2 separate regions of the Mus musculus genome follow, and region 2 is linked to region 1. A link is a contact called in public Hi-C data. All regions are on one chromosome and are shown on one strand. Each heading gives the region's core, a stretch centred on a gene start, on an enhancer-like site or on the middle of the called end of the contact. The rest is flanking DNA. Distances are from core to core; before and after follow the strand shown. Region 1 holds the start of Ccdc88a (coiled coil domain containing 88A). Region 2 overlaps Eml6 (echinoderm microtubule associated protein like 6).

Region 1 (4,188 bases), core at 557-3,056:
CAAAAAGTACAAGATTCTTGTAATGATACTGGACTGAGAAAGAAGTCTAAATCTTCAGCAACTGATAACCACTTTAGTACTCACAATGAATCTGCACTACAATACCGTAACAATAAAATGGAGTCATTTGTATTACTCTGATCTAAGTACTGATATGCTTTCAATATTCAATTTCTAGCTCAAAAACCCCATTCCTACTTAACAGATGCTCAGTATTACAAACAAAAGATTTAACTAATTAACCCAGCTCTCAAGACTTCAGTTATTTATAAACCTCAAAATACCTTTAAACAATTCCTCAAATATTAAACAATTTAATAATTCATCAATAACACAATAAGCCATCTAATCAAACTTGGATATTTAAATTGTTTGCTACAAAGTCTTCCTGACCAATTGTAATGTTAACTGAATTTTTCACTTCTGAAACATATTAGTTCACCACTTTCCATTTTTGAACCACTTATTCTTATACTAAAAAGGTTAATAAATATCTTTCCACATATATAACTTCAGTTAAGTCTTTTCCCTGTGGTAGACAAGATTTCTCTATCTCCGTCATTTTACCAAATGACCAAAGATGACACAATGTAGTTTGAATTTCAGCAGTCAAGACAATAAATGACAAAACAGAATTGGCAAAGTCACGGATAAAGTTTACCAATTTTAACAGGTATAACTATTTGGTTGTGATAAATGGGGCAGGCACATAAGAATACCGCTCCTTCCAAGATCCAATTAAACTACCTGATTTTTTTTTTTCTGGCCAAAGAACCAAATTAAGTCGTGAAATCTAAGTTCAAAGTATGTAATGTTTCAAAGAATATAAGTTACCAAGAAAGAAGAAGACACTTACATTTGGAGCATGACCTGGTTCAAGAATACCCCATCCACTAAAGCCACATACTCATCCAGGTTAGTCCCATTTCCTGCAGCCAGAGGTCCAAACGTTTTAACCTAGAACAGAAGGATTATCACGACGTGAACGCCCACCTCCATCTCTGCAGCCACAAATAACACGGCCAAATATACCATAAAGGACATCTTCCTTACCCAAGTGACCAAGGGGCTGGTCATGAACTGCTCCAGAAGGGGAGTGAAGATTTCGTTCTCCATTTTACAGATTATATATTCAGGAGGGGGCGGGGGGAGGAAGTACCACAAATACGCCCAGGGAATTGGTCAGTAAATGTAGAAGACGGAATCAATGAAAGTTCATTCCGGCAGGAGAGGAAAATCCCATCGAAGAAGGGGAAGAGCTGTCCCTCCTTAGCCCCCCCGGGGAAACGAGCCCGAATCCCGCGCTGAGCCGCAGCCGATGCTGGCAGTCTGCACCCGGTGAGGAGGGGCAGAAAAAAGGCATCTGGAGGAGGAGGACGCGGAGAGCGGCCGGGGCACGAGACAAAAAGCCCGTCAAGGTTGCCCCGCTCCCGGGGGGAGCCGGCCAGCGCAGCGGCCGCCAAGAACTCAAGCCCAACGTGGGGGCCGAGGGGGCCGGGCTGGACCTGGGCGAGCGGTTCTGGGCGTTCCGGCCGCCAGTGGGCACGGGCGCCGAGAGCTGGGAGCGTCTGCCCGCAACCTCACAGCCTCAGGCGCGGCTCGCCCCTCTCCAGGCGCTCAGCATCCCTCCGCGGCCTCGCGCTCGCTTCAGCGCCCTGGCCTTGGCCGGGGTCCGGAGCACCGAGGCGTGTCCCTGACCGTCCGGCTGCAGGAGCCCCGCCAGCCTCCGTGTGCCTCAGCGACGCCCGGACGCTCCGCTGCCGCGCTCCAGCCTCCTCCGCCGCCCTCTGGAGGAGCTAGGGTAACGGCCTCGGAACCGCAGTGCCGCAGCACACCCGCCGCCGGCCTGGCGGGCGAGCGCGCCACTCCCTCCGCGCCAGTATCCTTCCGCCGACTCCCCGCCCTCCCGCGCCTCTACCTCTGGATTGTGGGAGAAGAAAACCGCTGCAAGAGCGCGCTCCCGCGTGAGCGCGCCCCCGGCCGGCCCGCCGCCGCCCAGATTCTGGCGGAGCGTGGACGCGCGGACGATGCAGCTGCGGCGGGGGCCCGCGTCGAGTCCGCGCCCCGGACGGATGCCAGGGTGTAGGGGGCGAGACTGAGGAACCGGGCAAGACTGAGGAACCGGGTCTGTCTGCTTGCTCGCTCATGTCTAATTATGGTTTCTTTCCTCCTGGAGCGCCTTCTTTCATGTGTGAAGGAAAAGGAACGAAACCCATCTTTTTTTTAAACACGAGGGGTGCAGACATCCTCTTTCGGACACTTTGATTTGCTCTGTTAAACATGCTTTCTCGCCCCCTAAAAGGCCTAGGAAAGCTGCAGCAAGAAGCAAAAGCACATCTTGGGGGGATGGAGGTTGTTTTTGTTTTCCCGTCTTTTCATATATATATGAAATATTTATAGATATAATATATATTTATATAATTTATATATTATATATATATGAAATATTTATAAGAGTCGAGAATAACCAAAGCTGCCTTTCAACATGGGATTTCCTGACTGGAGTTTCCATGATGCAGGCATTATTTTTTGACTTCTTGGTCACTGGGAAAAAAAATCCAAATTGAGAGCCACAAGAGAAAATATTTAGAAATCATCCAAGTTGTGTGACAAACATTTGTTAAAAATCATTTATCTTATGTACTAGAGGGCCCATCAAAATATGACAGTTCCACAGCAAATTAAATGTTATTCTTCCTCATACCCATAGCATGTCCAGGATAAGATGGAATAGAAAACATCTTTTTCCAAACACAATATGGTATTGTGATATTACAATGCATTTTATGTTTGCACAGTGCTTACAAGTACCTATCCTCTTTGACTACTCATATGTTTAATGATATCTATTTTTGTATGTTTTATTTTTCATTGATTGTATGAATTTTTGCCTTGGATGTATGTTTCTTCCCCACTTATGTGCCTGGTTCCTGTGGAGGTCAGAAGAGGGCACTAGGTTCCCTGGAACAGAGGTTAGAGGCAGCCATGAGCCACTGGATGCCAGGAATCAAACCCTGGTCCTCTGCACCAGCAACCAGAGCTCATAACCACTGAGTCATCTCTCCATCTCTCATAATTTAAGGTAACAGTAAACATGTTTTATCATATACTAAATTAAACACCACAATTTCTTCAGGATTTCTTTTGTTTGTTTGTTTGTCTGTTTGCTTGTTTTCAAGACAAGGTTTCTCTGTGTAGCTGTCCTGGAACTTACTTGTAGACCAGGCTGGCCTCGAACTCAGAAATCTGCCTGCCTCTTCCTCTGCCTTCCAAGTGCTGGGATTTAAGATGTGCACCACCACGCCCAGCAAAAGTTTGTTTGCGTCCAACGTGGGGCACGAACCTTCAGGATTTCTGATAGCAAGACTCACTAGCTGTGTGAACCTAGACACATTACTGAGCCCCTCTCTTCCCATGTAAAGCAAGAAAAAACAATAAAGACCCATGAGATGGCAGTTCATTGCAAATGATCTGCTACTGCAAGCAGTAGCATTGTGGTCATTATTCCCCGGAATTCTAATCTTTATAAACAACTTGGAACACTACAGCCTCTACTTGAGTTCAGTTGCAGGAGAAAAAAAAAATGCCTTGCTTCTGGAGTATCTGCAAACGAAAGGCCTTCTAAAATCATCATACTTCGGATTATACTGAATCCATGTAGTACAGAGCATAGCCTCGAATTTTCCTGGCCTATGCAGAAATCCTGAGTCATCCTGGTTATAAACAGTCTTTTTCTTTTGCTCTTGCTGACTCTTCCTTAATCACAGTTCTTTGATTAGCAAGTGGGGTATAGAGGGAGAGGTGACGCCCATATGAAAGCATGGCTTTTAGGAGCTCCAATACCTGACATTTTTCCTTTTCTTTGTAATCTCTCAGAAATCTGACAACATGAAAGTACCCATAACTATGTTAAGGTTGTTGTAAGACAAATGGATTTATTTCCCTTAAAAGTGAAAACCCATAAAGAACTAATACCAAGCACATCAGGCAAAAGACATTCTGGACAGTGTTGACTGAAGGGTTAATACAGGAACATTACATTAACTTATCATTATTTATCCAGTTTACGTTTAGTACTCAAACCATCCCTCACAGAAAACTGGATTCCCCTCTGGAACCAGATAGCCCAGATGCTTACACACACACACACACACACACTAAAGAAAGAGAGAGAGAGAGAGAGAGAGA
Region 2 (4,188 bases), core at 600-3,099, 510 kb before region 1:
TTTAAACTAGCTGATTAGTGTTAATACCTTCAAATTCATTCACTGTTACCACTTTTAGTGCTGCAGATTGAACCCAGAGCCTCACACACTAGGCAAGACCTCTGTCATTAAGCTGCATCCCCAGACCTCATTACTCTTCCCATGAAGAAAACCTTAGACAACTCAGTGAAATAGTTTAGACACTTTAGAGTCTTCCCAGTCATCTACGGTGAAAGCCATTTGTCTTGGTTTCATTGCCAAATGACTCTTAAAATAATTAAGAGGTCAGAATTTGTCTTCATTCGTTAAATGATCTGCTGCCTCAGCAATAAGTTTCTCTCTGTCAGCATAATGTGACATAACAGCTTTTAAAAAATCAAGTAAAATAAGGGTCAAGGTATTTTAAATATGAAAAGGGAGTCATGCAATAGTACACAATGCTGACATGATGCTATTTGTAGTTTTTGGTTTGTCAAAAGTGACACCATCCTGAAAAGCTGAGATCTGCCTCAGATACCCCTATACTTGTAAATGGTATGGCACCATGCCCCTAGTCTGTGTCTCTACTTCGTTAATTTATGACTTAAGTGTGCCACCTTTGTAATGTCTTTGTTTCAGAAGACTCAGTTGTCATATAGAAATGTGATTCTGTATCTGCTTTTACTAAGGCACTCATAACTAACATTTTGGGTGGTAGCGGTAACAATGTTATCAAATTAGATGTGTTGGAATTGCTTTGCTTCCTGGTGGTGGCTGTAATTACTGCAATCCAGCTGAGATGAAGTATGTTGATCTGCTGTCAGATTTCAACAGAAAACAGCATTTGCTTTAATTAGTTTTGCTCTGTTATTTTTAATCATGGAGATTCAGCAACAATGACATTTGTGACTGTGGGATTGAATTCTACCTCTTATAATTGACAGGCTGGGATCTTCAGCCTGTATGCTTGTGAAGAAGGCTTTGCTACTGGTGGGCGAGATGGTTGCATACGATTATGGGACACTGATTTCAAACCAATAACCAAAATTGATCTCAGGGAGACGGAACAAGGATATAAAGGTAAAATGTGTGTTAGTACTTACCATGTGCTCTAAGAAGGTTATGTACAATGTCAAGTTGTGTGTTTCTGTTTAAGAGAAAGAAGTAAATATAAGGGCTAGAGAGACAGCTCAGCTATTAGGAGCATTCACAGAAGATCTGGATACAGTTCACACCACCCACAGGGCGCCTCATGAGTGCCTGTAATTCCAGTTCCAGGGACCTTGTGTCTCCTTCTTGCTTCTGTGTATATTAGGTATACACATAGTACACACACATGCATGAGACATATCACTTATAAAGTGAAAGTTTTTTAAAGAATTAATTATGTAAATTTTATATTCTACCTGACAGTATTTGCTTTGTTCTATGAAGACTTTAAGGGTTTACATAAAAATATTGAATACAAGCTCCAAAGTATGTTGAAAATGAGTAGATAGCTTTTCCCCTGCTTGGCATAAAGCTACAGTGATCCTGTAGCAAAGACAGATGATAACATTACAGTGAAAAAGCTGAACGGTTTCCCAGAATATGGGATTATTTTCAGTGATGAAATGAAGAATTTCTGGACAAGACAGTCAATAAATGTGACAGTGTGTAGCCTCTGAAAATAAACCTGTGTCCACTTGTAGCACTGAAGTGGCTAGGGTAGACATCAGAGAGCAGAGAGAAGAAAACATGTACCGTATGTCCTCAGGCTATCTTCCCTAAGCAGTGTTGTTTCCAATCAAATTTTATTTTTAAATTTAGCAACAGAGCAATGAGCTGGATGTTGTGATTCATCTTATACCACAAGCTACCTTCTTCCTTCTGCCATTCACATAGTGACTCATGTCACACCACAGGCTACATCCTTCCTTCTGCCATTCACTATAAAAAATGCCTCACAGCTCTTCTGGAGACTGCACTGATTCTATCTTAGGGAGTTGTGGATACCTAACACCGGGCTTCTTAGAAAGTTGTAGAATTTGGTTCCTACTTTACTCTGTCAATTAGGACAAAGTCAAGGTCCTTAAATTCTCTATAATATCATGTGGTTTTAAGCAGCTTTATTCAGAAGAATATATAAATATGTAGAAGCAAGTTAGTTTTCTAAGAGTCACATTTTAAAAAAAGCAAAATCTTTCAACCAAATAACTCCAGACACCCACCCTCTTGAGTGTTTGCAGAGTGAGGGTAAGCAAGGCTAGAAGGAGGGTGTGGAGGAGCAGAACAGACAGGAGGAGACAGAGGGGACAGCAGATCCTTACACACTGTCCCACACGCAGAGAGATCTTAACCTTCTGCTCTGCCTACTCCCTGCTTCAAACATGGAAGTAAAGCACATTTGAGAGGAACAGATTCAGGCAAAACAGTATCAGGATTGCCTTGGTCTCAATGTGAATGTAAAACTATAGGAGTGACTTTATCTTCAGATGGACTTTTGATATGCATGAATTCCCTCCCCCCCTTTTTGCTGTTGGGTGACAATGACTGTTGACCTCATTTGCATGGAAACTATGTTTTGTGGTTCTTTTCTGGGGTTTTGATTTTATTTTCCATTTTATTAAAAAGACTTTCTAAACATTCAGCAAGAACATTTTAAAGGTCATGTTCTAATTCTATAACACCATACTTGCTACTTTTGAAAGACCCCCGAAGAGGGGAGAACCTCACTCAAGTCTCAGGATGACGCGACCCCCCCAAGAAGGATGGTCTCACAAGAGACCGTCCTTGCTGCAATTGCACAAGGTTTATTGACAGGAACCAGCCCACTGGGGTCAACTCGTATCCCACGCAGGGGTAGAGGAGTTCGACCCTGAGTAGCTGGGAAAGGGGATATTTAAAGGAAAGAAACACAACCCAAGGGGGAAGGGAGGGTATTATTGGAAAATGCGGAAAATACGAGTGAAGAATCACAAGCGGGTACTAAAAATCACAAGGGGAAACTCCCTGCTTCTCAAGATTGTTCTCAAGACTTTAATCTAACTTTTGTGGTCGGCCAGGTCCTGGAACAAGGTCACTGAACTGGATAACCTACATTCTTGGTGCTAGGGGGTCTGAATTTTTCCTGGTCTTTCACTTTGTGTCTAAAGTTTGAAGATATTAATCAGGAGCAGTGAGATAGCTCAACCTTAAAAAGTACTTGATGCCAATCCTGATGACCTGAGTTCAATCCCTGAAACTCACATGATAGGAAGAAAAAACTGATTACTGTAAGTTGACATCTGACCCTCATATGCATTCTACATATGCATTTATGCATGTGCATGTATGTATATGCACACACACACACAAATAACTAACTAAATGTCTGTATCCACCAGCAGCCATGAAGAACTGGGTTCCTGAAAGGAAAGCTGGGGATATATGGGAAGGACAGACAGGAGAGGAATGCGACCAAGACAGTGTTTCTGATCAAGGCCTAATGTTTTAATTCTTCAGTCTGAGTATAAAGGGGGGAACCCATTCCCCACTTGGCTAGAATCTCATCACTTTGCCAGGATCTCTCTGGAAGACAAGCTCAGCTTCTCAGCAGGTAGTGACTTCTTGCAGGAAGCTGCAGAATTGGCAGGACAATAGACTTCACCTAGGTCTGAAGACTCCACCCTAGGTGGGCTAGCTGACTGTGGGAAAACAAGGTCTGATTTAGCCCACCCACACAAGGCTGGGGAAGGGCACAGTTTCTTCCTTTTTATTTATTAAAAATTAGCTGAACTGGGGCATAAGATTTACTTATGCTCCATGGTCCTGCCTGGGAATTATGGAGGCTGGCTGCAGTGCCTGGCTTGGGTTGTCTCTAACTCTCTCTTACCCATCCCAGAGGACACATGAAGCTTGCTTGTGTTTATTTACACAAACACAGCCTTTTAGTGTTTATTATGAACAAACACAGCCTCTTGGCACATGCCTCTGTCTTAGATTGATAAGAGTCATAGAACATCAGTGGCCTGTCTCTGACTGCCGGCCCTCATAGCACACCTTTTTCCCATTCAGACCAAAGCCACAATATGCATTCAATGCATTTCTTCATAGCGATGAATAACTGCCATGGTGAATGAATGAGTTTACCAAAGATGATTCTATGTGAAACAACCAAACTGCTTAAAATACAAAGTCAAAAGTTAAGAGCTAACAGGATTAAGGTTGTCTTTGGGGAATGTCCCAAGCACGCAATTCAGTTGTAAATTA

The links. A called contact is a pair of places that touch in the nucleus more often than the background predicts.
Region 2: a contact with region 1 is called in a Hi-C map of the N1E-115 cell line, with 4 times the contacts expected there. The contact joins the enhancer-like site here to the promoter of Ccdc88a in region 1. A contact is called at or near these places in 3 of 484 Hi-C or Micro-C datasets (the N1E-115 cell line, embryonic stem cells and uterus), 1 of 115 datasets of contacts at active chromatin or transcription factors (microglia) and 2 of 9 other capture datasets (adipose tissue and macrophages).

The regions. Positions count from the first base shown.
Region 1 is chr11:29,371,276-29,375,463 of GRCm38.p6, reverse strand. Ccdc88a (coiled coil domain containing 88A) reads right to left here and starts at 1,806. Exons shown (of 31, transcript NM_001363368.1): 1 at 1,054-1,806; 2 at 857-957. The coding sequence starts at 1,116.
Region 2 is chr11:29,877,497-29,881,684 of GRCm38.p6, reverse strand. It overlaps Eml6 (echinoderm microtubule associated protein like 6), which reads left to right. Exons shown (of 42, transcript NM_146016.2): 7 at 903-1,038. Among named protein-coding and RNA genes, the nearest start is that of Gm22588, 30 kb to the right of the region's middle. Within about 2 kb of position 1,849, at least 55 of the 459 cell types and tissues checked have an H3K27ac peak or open chromatin away from gene starts, as enhancers often do. A contact at or near this core is called in the N1E-115 cell line, where this site is marked.